2 separate regions of the Ovis aries genome follow, and region 2 is linked to region 1. The links are chromatin contacts, called in public Hi-C maps. All regions are on one chromosome and are shown on one strand. The core of a region is the stretch at or near the end of the contact, and the rest is flanking DNA. Distances in the headings are between cores, read along the strand shown. Region 1 has its middle 37 kb from the start of EPCAM. Region 2 overlaps TTC7A (tetratricopeptide repeat domain 7A).

Evidence for each region. Hi-C and Micro-C count contacts between places; a contact is called where the count stands out from the background.
Region 2: a contact with region 1 is called in a Hi-C map of liver, with 7 times the contacts expected there. The contact joins two enhancer-like sites. A contact is called at or near these places in 15 of 16 Hi-C or Micro-C datasets (blood, hypothalamus, liver and 7 more).

The regions. Positions count from the first base shown.
Region 1 is chr3:77,065,549-77,070,533 of ARS-UI_Ramb_v3.0, reverse strand. No RefSeq gene overlaps it. Among named protein-coding and RNA genes, the nearest start is that of EPCAM, 37 kb to the right of the region's middle. Within about 2 kb of position 2,638, at least 19 of the 54 cell types and tissues checked have an H3K27ac peak or open chromatin away from gene starts, as enhancers often do. A contact at or near this core is called in liver, where this site is marked.
Region 2 is chr3:77,354,519-77,359,503 of ARS-UI_Ramb_v3.0, reverse strand. The region is part of intron 5 of TTC7A (tetratricopeptide repeat domain 7A); the gene reads left to right. Among named protein-coding and RNA genes, the nearest start is that of TTC7A, 37 kb to the left of the region's middle. Within about 2 kb of position 3,018, at least 30 of the 54 cell types and tissues checked have an H3K27ac peak or open chromatin away from gene starts, as enhancers often do. A contact at or near this core is called in liver, where this site is marked.

The sequences.
Region 1 (4,985 bases), core at 1,389-3,888:
TCGTGTCCGACTCTTTGCAACCTCATGGACTGCAGCACGCCAGACTTCCCTGTCCTTTACCATCTCCCGGAGCTGGCTCAAACTCATGTTCACTGAGTCAGTGATGCCACTATCATCTACCATATGATCCCACAATCCCATTCCTGGGCACATATCCAGAGAAAGCCATAATTCAAAAAGACACATGCACCCCAATGTTTATTGCATCACTATTTACAATAGCCAAGACATGGAAGCAATCTAAATTTCCATCAATAGATAAATGGATAAAGAAGATTTGGTCCATGCATACAATGGAATATTAGTCATAAAAAAGAACTATTTGATGCCATTCGCAGCAACATGGATGAGCCTAGAGATTGTCCTGTGTGTATAGTGTTGTTGTTGTTGTTTTTTTGGCCATGTGGGATCTTAGTTCCCCAACCAGGGATCGAATCCATGCCATGGAAGCATTGAGTCTTGACCACTGGGCCGCTGGGGAAGTCCCTGCAATATCATACTGAATGAAGTAAGTCATCTGCTGCTGCTGCTTGCTAAGTCACTTCAGTCGTGTCTGACTCTGTGTGACCCTGTAGATGGCAGCCCACCAGGCTCCCCCGTCCCTGGGATTCTCCAGGCAAGCACACCGGAGTGGGTTGCCATTTCCTCCTCCAATGCATGAAAGTGAAAAGTGAAAGGGAAGTCGCTCAGTTGCATCGGACTCTTTGCGACTCCATGGACTGCAGCCCACCAGGCTCCTCTGTCCATGGGATTTTCCAGGCAAGAATGGAGTGGGTTGCCATTGCCTTCTCTGAGTAAGTCATCTAGAGAAAGATAAATATCATATGATATAGCTTATATGTGGAATCATTTTAAAAAATGGTACAAGTGAACTTTTTTACAGAACAGAAATAGAGTTATAGATGTAGAAAACAAACTTAGGGTTACCAAGTGGGGAAGAGGCGTGGGACAAATTGGTAGATTGGGATTGACATACACACTACTGTATACAAAATGGATAACTACTAAGGACCTACTGTATACCACAGGGAACTCTACTCAATGCTCTGTGATGACCCATATGGAAAAGTAGTCTAAAAAAGAATGGATATACGTATGTATATAACTGATCCATTTTGCTGTACAGCAGAAATTAACACAACATTATAAATCAACCATACTCAAATAAAAATTAATTAAAAAAATAGAAGCCCTGTGGTTTTCAACCACCAGCTTCTGCAACAGGAAGAAGAAAGTACTATATGTCTTCCAGGCTTCAACAGCCTCTGAAAACAATGCTGTTTCTGTTTCAGACAATGATGCCCTGAAATAACCTGCCCATCCCTCCAGTTTTGCTCACACCTAGTCAATAATTAATCGGCCAGCTGGCATTCTTGGAGACACCAGTGAAGACCTGGTGCTATTTAGACCTAAAAGGATACTCTGAGGTTCACAGCCCTACTCCTGCCCTCAAGGAGTTTAGCATCAGAGGGTGTTTGAATCACCTAGGAGCTGGGCACCATGGGCACAGGAGAAAAAACAGTACAGGAAATGCCTTCCCTAGCATCAGGTTGAGCAAAATACCACCCTGATGACATTTGCCTGTGTCTGCAAATGTTTACCCAGGGATGGCACCACGTAGAGTGTTCATTATACACCTAAATTTGCCTTTGCAGGCTGCATTTTCCTTAGACATTTCCCAGGACTGAGAAAGGGACGGCAAGGAATATTAATCAGTTGCTAACTAGTCAGCCCTGTGCTGGCAGCTTTGCAGGTGTCATTTCATCTCCCCAGCCACCTGGTGGGAAATCCAGTTGTTCCTGCTTACTTCAGAGAGTTGGCACCCCTGAGGGGCTAGGGCTCAGGAGCTAAGGGCACATGCTTGTGAGTGAGTAGGGGGCTTAAGGAAAGTTCCAGCTCATGAAAAAAGGACCTCTGGTGCTGGCTCAGGAATGGGACTTCTTTCTGGAAGCTACAGGGGCCACGGAAGTATGATAGTGAGACGAGGCATCTGAGCAAATCTGCAGGAAAGCTTTCTGATGGCCATGTGAGGGCTGGCGGGGTGGAAGAGGAGGGATTGTAGCGTGAGAACAGGAGAAGGGCAAATCTGTTGTCCGCACCCCTCACTACCCTCAGCCCCCAAACTCACACACAGAGTAATGGTCTCTGGATCCAAATAAAGCATTTCAATAACCCAATTTAAAATTTTACACCCCAGTCCGTGGCCCCTGTATTAATCTGGATAATCAGAATTGACTAAACTGAGTCAACTGAAAGAAAGAAGCTTGGGCTGTGGGCAACAGCCCTGGTAGGTGGCTGCTATGCGGACAGGCTTGATGAGATCTGGTATTGTGGCTGAGGGAGTGGGGGGCAGGGGAGGGGCAGGAAGGCCCTGGGTTTTGGATTTAGTCAGGCTCTGAATTCTGACTTGTCCATTGAGAAAGTCATTTAATCTCTCTGATCCTGTTTATGCCTCAACTGGTCTGTAAGATAGATTTCATCATACCTGTTTCATGACTAAGGATTTAGAGCATTCTAAGTGCCTACCACCTCTGTGGTGCCCAGGAAATACCAGCTGATGTCATCACTTGAACCTGGTTGCTCTACAGGTCCAGCGCAGGCCAGCTTGGCTCTTCCCCATGGAGCAACAGTGCCTCTTGGTGGCGAAATGGGGAATGACAGGTCCTCCAGGTGCCAGGGCCCTGCTCCTACCCACCCCACACCCCATACGTTAGAAGTCTCATTAGTCCTACCCAATCAGAGCTGACAACTCAGGCCCATCCAGCACACACCTCTCACAAGAGCCCACGCTTCATGCTCACCAGCAAGTGACAGGCTCAATTGTCCCCGGTATGAGAGGACCTCAAACCTAGTGGGAACCACGAGCAAGGAAGAAAACACAAATTTCAGTAGCCTGATAACAGTTTTCTAGACATGACCATGACTTCCAAGCCCTCCCACCCGACCCCCAAGAATTATGAGTTGAAAGCAAAATGCCAGTTGCACAGACAGGCAGCCCTCAAAGAAAACAAGGCAGGAAGGATTCCATTCAACAAATGTACCGAAGGCTCCATCCAGGCCCCTGGCTCCAGGGCTAAGCCGTAGCTACAATGGTCAGCACAAAGAAAAAAAGCCCTGACCTCAGGTGCTGGCTATTAAGCGGAGAAATGACATCATCGGATACATAATTACAGACTGTAGCAAAGACACGAAGGAAAGGTTCAAGGTGCTGACCCCACCCAAGACAAGATGAAGTGTGTTCTTTGCTGCTCCCGTGGGCCTCACAAGCACCCTGCTGGTTGATGTGCTGCCCCTAGGCTCTGTGCATATAGCGTGTATTTAAATGTCTAGAATTGCCAGTGGTTAAGAATCTGCCTGCCAGTACAGGAGACGTGGGTTTGATACCTGGTCCGGGAAGATTCCATATGCTGAGGGGGAACTGAGCACATGTGCCAGTTGAGAAGCGCATGCACCCTGGAGCCTGGGCCCCGCAGTAACAGAAGCTTCTACAGTAAGAAGCCCGAGCACAGCCAGAGAGTAGCCTCTGTCCGCTGCAACTAGAGAAAGCCTGCACGCAGCAACAAAGACCCAGTGCAGCCAATAAATAGATGTTCACTGCTTTTGAAGGTGGGCCAGTGTGGCTCTGGGCTGTCTACCCCTCCACCTGGTAGACAGGAGTCAGGGAAGTCATCAATGAATGAAGAGGCTTTAATAAGTGTTGGTTTTATAAAAAGGGCATTCCCAGAAGCAGGAACAGCATGTTCAAAGGTTCTGAGGTGGGATCTCATGGAGAACTTTGGTGCCCAGAAATCGAGAATGGGGTGGTAACACTGAAGCAGGAGGCAGGGCACTGGAGCCATAATCAGTAGTGCGGCCTTGGTCAGAGCACTGGGAAATCCCATTCATCGCTCCTGCCTCTGCTATCCACCCACATACCCCGCCTACCCCAGAGACTAGCGGAGACAAGCCCTGTCTTGCTGCCTCCCTCTGCCCATCACTGTCCAGGGGACCGTTATCCAGTCTTTTCCAGAGCCCATCCCTTTTCTTCTCCTGCCAACAGCATCCTATCAAACTGTGTCTGAGATGTTTTTTCCCTTTCCTTTCTTCCTCTCTACGTTCCATAGTAAAATCCTGCTAAATTCAAAGCCATACTCTTGCTTTTAAGCTTCAAGGATTTCCTGCCAGCCCTGTGTGCCCAGCCCTGTGGTAAGGTGAGCCTGGGGATAGAAGAGAAAATACACTCCTTCCTTCCCCTGAAAGGGCTTCTCATGTTGTCCCAAGGCCAGAGACTGCCTCTCAGCTAGACACTCACATCTGAGCCCTATCCATGGAAGCTGCACATATCAGTGCCCTCTTTCTCCTTCTGAACGTTCAGGTCCTCACACAGGAGTCAGTCTGCTGGGCAGTCAGTTCATCTGGTTAATGACTCGAGATACGCAGGCAAGGACCCCTGGACCTGGAGTCTAAAAACCTGGGTTTGCAGCCTGGACCTGCCATATATTAACTGTACATCCTGAAACAAACTTCTTAACTTCTCTGGACTATGGTTTCTTCATTAATAAACTGAAGGTTAGCAAGACTTTCTCTGCCTTCTTTGCCTACTTTACGAGGATCAAACAAGGCCTTGTAGTGGTCCCAGATGAGGGTCCTGAGACATGTAGCATCCATGAGAACCTTTTCGCCAGCCCACAGTGGGCTTCCCAGTTGGCGCTAGCGGTAAAGAATCCGCCTGCCAATGCAGGGGACATAAGAGACGTGGGTTCGATCCCTGGGTTGGAAGATCCTCTAGAGGGAAGGCATGGCAACCCACTCCAGTATTCTTGCCTGGAGAATCCCATAAACAGAGGAGCCTGGTGGGCTACAGTCCATGGGGTCACAAAGAGTCGGACACGACTGAAGCAACTTAGCACACAGGCCTAGAGAGATGAGAAAAATAAGGACAATGGAGGGAGGCTTTTACAAATGGAGATTTATTCAACTTAAAGTGTGGCCTTTATTCTGCAACT
Region 2 (4,985 bases), core at 1,769-4,268, 290 kb before region 1:
CTTTTCACTTTCATGCACTGGAGAAGGAAATGGCAACCCACTCCAGTGTTCTTGCCTGGAGAATCCCAGGGAGAGGGGAGCCTGGTGGGCTGCCGCCTATGGGGTCGCACAGAGTTGGACACGACTGAAGCGATTTAGCAGCAGCAGCAGCAGCATGGCTTGTGGGAGCTTAATTTCCCGACCAGGGATGGAACCTGGGCCGCAGCAGTGAAAGCACCAAGCCCTAACCACTGGACTGCCAGTGAGTTCCCCAGGTGGTTCTGATTTTAGTGTTCTGTGCCCTTCATTCATTCATAAGAAATACCCCTCTTGCTAATACATGCCACGTATTAAGTGCTGAATTTGTGCATTGCTTGCTTGTGCACTTTGTCCTTCCAGCACTCCTCTGGGGTGAGTACTGTCACTCACATCCCCACTTTACAGATGGGAAACTGAGGCACAGAGAACACAAGTGACTTGTCTGGAGCAGAGCTAGGACTGTGTATGCTGGTCTTGCCTCGCACCATTAACCACCAGGCTATACTGCCCACAGCAGATACCCAGGTTCAGACCCCATGGCCACCCCCCGAGGTGCTCACAGCCTGCCACGTGTTCCTGCAAGTATGCCCCTACTTGGTGTGCATGGTCTCAGCTTCTGGTTTGAAGAGTCGGTGGTCGTCAGAGCAGAGCTAAGGAATGGGGAGCCACTCAGTGACCCTGAGTGAGTTCTTCCTCTGCCCCCACCCTCACCTCTAACAGGGGGTCTCTGTTTGTCTTGCATCCCAGGGTGTGAGGGTCCAAGAGGAGAGTGGGAATGAAAAGACACTGGCGTATGGAATTCAGAGCACTGTTAACTCCCTCTCCACTGAGGTCCCCTTCCCTTCACCCCTCAGGGCTGCCTGCTCCCTTCCGCATACCAGCTTCTCTGCTGGTATGATGAGGTCAAGGTGAGCATCTTGGACAGCCAGGAGGGAAGGAGAGAGCCAGCAGTTATCAAGCACATGCTGTGTGCCAAGCTGGACCATGTGCTCTGTGAAGGAGGTCATGTGACTCCCGGGGCCAGGGCTCAAATGAGCTTGAGTTAGTTGCTTGACATCACTCCCTGGGGTTCCAGCTTCAGATTTGAGTGGCATGGAAACCCATGCCACTTAGGGTTTTGGGGGTGTCAGAGGGCAGCCTTGGTACTTGTGGGGTATGTGGGAGAAGGACAGGGTCCTGTTGATCCTTGCTGTGCTGAGTCAGGGCTCCACTTCCTTCTCTGGGACCCTGAGTCACATTCTCAGAGAGCGGCTCCTCTTCCGGAGCCCCTGCTCCTCCCGAGCTGGCCTGCTTCCTGCCCTGTCTTTGTTCCGCACACTCAGGCTGTGTGTGTGTGCGCGCGCGCATTTGCCTGTTGTGGGCAGAGGCATTAACCAGCCACCACCCCTCCGGGAAAGCCAGCATCATTTCAGTTCTTTTCTGAGGCTGTCACTTTGTTCCCCTGTCTTTGTCCTCTGCCTCCTGAAGCACAAATTTCAGTCCTTAGAGCCAGGATGCCAACTCCCCCAACCCCTGCTCCACCCTGCCTCCCACATATAGACAAATAGAGACTGAATCATCATTTTTCTCCCAGCGAACAGCCCGAACTTTTGAAAGCCTGAGTGTGAGGAGCAGTTCTCAGGATGCGTGGCAGCAGCGCGGTCCTTCCCTCTCTGTTTCCTGTGAACTCATCCAGCCCAGAGGTGACCCTGGAATGTGACAAAGATAAAGTAGTCCTGGGTGCCTGGGTGGGCTTTGAATAATGTCTTTATACCTTTCTTCTTGATGGTCGCCGATACTTGTTGAATACTTACTGCGTGTCAGGCAGAATGCTGATGCCTTTACATGTAATCCTGTAAAGTTGGAACTAGTAATATCCCCATTTTCCTGAAAGAGAGGTTAAGGAACTTGCCCAAAGTCACAAGGCCAGCAGGTGGTGTTGCCAGCAAACCTGGTGCTGAACTGTGTCTGTCCCACCCACAGCCTGGCCCCACACTTGAGAACCACGGTCTTAGCTCAGGGTGCAGAGGCTGGAGGTCAGGGGGAGACGGATGCAGATGCCTGACACCCTCGTCACTGTCTCTGGGGCAGCTCTGGAGAGTCTTTTCCAGGGCTCCAGAGCCGTTTGCTGGTGGTTAAATTCACTCCCATTGCCTGGGCTCTTGGGGTGTTTGGGAAGGGTTGGGAGAAACCCTTTGCTGTGTTGAAAGAGGTCACAGCCCAATAGCGGAAAGGTGGCTAAGATGGAAAAGCCCTGAGGAGAGACAGCAGCTCCTCTCCCAGCTTGCTGCTGAGAGCCCCCTGAGTGCTGCCCCCAGCTGCCAGGCCGGACGAGGTCCGTCCTCACAGGGCCCACGTCTGAGCGGGAGCTGTGGGAGCCATGTGTGGATGGTGGACAGTGCCCTGTGCTGGAGGAAAAGAAGGCAGGGGGTTGGGCGCCGCCTGGGACAGGGTGGACTCTAGGGAGACATTTTGTTCTGACAGGCTGGGTGGAGTGGAGTCCCTGGAGCTCCGGCACTGTTGGGTGTTAGAGGACGTTCATTAGAGCCAAAGAACAGGAGGAGGTGGTGGTATCTGCTTCTCAGACTCTGGGCTGGAATCTGAGAGCTGGAGCTCATTCCCGTGTGGGTGTGGTGTGGACCCAGGCTCCAGAGGGTCAGAGGAGAGCCTGCTGAGAACGGGGTGCCCAGCCCCAAGGGCCAGATGACCACGAGTAGTGCTGGCTCCCAGGGCCTGGCTTGTTGAGGATTGAGGATTGATCCCTCCAGTTGAGGATCTGCGTAACTTAAAGGGTGTGGTGCTCTCCACTGTGCAGTGTGAGTGGTGTTTGCTTGGCCTCCAGACAGTGCTGCTCCTTTAATCCTGAGCTTCACTGAGGCCTGGGCCTCCCTCATGCTGCCCGCTTACTCATTCAGTGTCTGAGGGACATTCATTTTTTCCAAGGGCCTTGCCCTATTGATCCTGCAGTTAATTTCCCCAGCTGACTCCTGCCCCTTGCTCTGTGACTGATGGCAGAGTTCCTAATTGACCTGGGACTGAAAGTGCTGGCCTGAAAGTCCAGAGTTGAAGGCCCCTCCCAAGGGGCAGGGACCTGGGATACCTGGGTTCCACTTCCCCCTCGCTGCCACCAGAGGGCAGCCGTGGACTCTGGTTGGAGCCTCACCCCAGGCAGTTCTGTGGATGACAACTGCCAGGAGGAGGCATCTCTCAGTTGGGGGTTGGTGAGCCCAGGGTCTTGGCTGTGGGGGAGGCTTGGTTCTCCTTTGCATGGAGCAGTTCCAGGAGTGAAGCAGCAGGGGGTAGCTGAGGGTGGTGCAATGCCAGGGAAACTGTTGATGACCCTGACCTCACTAGAACTGAGTCTCTGAGCATCTCCCAAGAAAAGAATTTGAGCTGACTGGGCTCCTTCCCCCACAGTGGGCAAGGGGCCATTTTCTCCTTGGAGTGTTTTTTTTTCCTTTCCTTCTCCCTAGATGTACAGAGCTCATTCTTGGCTCAGGTCTGGGAGCCAGCTTGGGTTATGTATGTTGAACCAGGTGGGCTGAATGTTTTGTGCATGCTCTTTAAAAAAACTTTTCAGTTGGTTTTTTTTTAATCACTAAAGCAATATTTGGTTTTGTACCAAAACCAAACAATAGAGAAGGGAATGTGTGTTTTCTAAGGGAGTTGCAGGGCTTGGCAGGCTGTGAAGCCTTATGAAAACACTCTCCCTTTTACTGTGTGTGTGTGTAGGTACCTTAGAAAACCCAGCCTGCTGTTGAGTATAACCCAGTGAGGGATGTGTCCAATCAGCAGTGATTTAGTATTCTCATCAGCCACCCAGTATCTGCAGTGCCGGGGGAGGGCAGGAGACAGATGGCTCAAGGGGGCATCCAGGGAGCAGAGTCACCCAGCAGCAAAACCCAGGAGAGCCTCCTGGTGGTCACGGAAGAGACCTCTTTAGGCAAAGGGAGAACTCGGAGGCCCATCAGAGAAGGCACATTCTTCCAGCCTCTCTCAATGCACAGTCTTTACTTATCGTCCTTACCCACTGCCCATCCCCTACCTCGCTAGACCGGTGTCCTTGCCTGGATGTCCTCAGGGCCCTGCCCGGAAGTGTCACAGTCTTTTTCTGGGGTTGGGAGTGAAGAGGAGAGCGTTAGTTTTTGAAACTGATGATGTGGTTCTGTGGCAGGAAGGAATAGCTTGATAACCATTTGAACTTCACCTGACCCTGCCTTCTGGTTCAGTCCTCCAGCTATTGGGGCCTGGCTGTGCATTTCTGGGTCTTTGACCAGAAACCTCTCATATGCGATTAGCAGTGCCAGCCCTGAACCGGAGACTTCCAGCCGGAGCCGTGCGTGCCAGAGCCTGTTTAGGTTCCACTTGGTGGTGATTCCATGTATTTTCTCATTCCCTGCTTCTCATTCTCCCCCTCAAGAAAATTTGTTGAGCGCCCTACTGTATGCAAAATATTTTGCTAAGCTCTTGAATAAATCAGGGGCGTGACTAAATTTATAGACCATGAGCACCTTACGTGCAAGCCCATAAATGAGCTATTCATTCATCATTCAGTCTTTTAATTCATCCCCCCTGTATTAGTTGGATGCCTGTTGAGAACAGGATAGTTGGTGTTCAATATCCAGTTCAGTTCAGTCACTCAGTCGTGTCTGATTCATTGTGACCCCATGGACTGCAGCACTCCAGGCGTCCCTGTCCGTTACCAACTCCCGGAGCTTGCTCAAACTCATGTCCATCGCGTCGGACAATATCCAGGTACTTGGTATGCAGTGAGCCCTTTGAAAAGACTTCGTCGAAGGAGTCCTGGAGTTCAAATAGCCAGGAAAGGGAAGTGTAACTATGCCAAGTCAGAACACTGTTGTCTTTCTGGAGAGTCTGGTTAGCTAGAAGGGAGTGAAATCTGAATCCCTTGGTGCCTGCAGGGAGCCCACCTTTTCCATTGGGTGAGTGATGGCCTAAAAAGGCAGGCATCTTCAGGGCTTTAATTT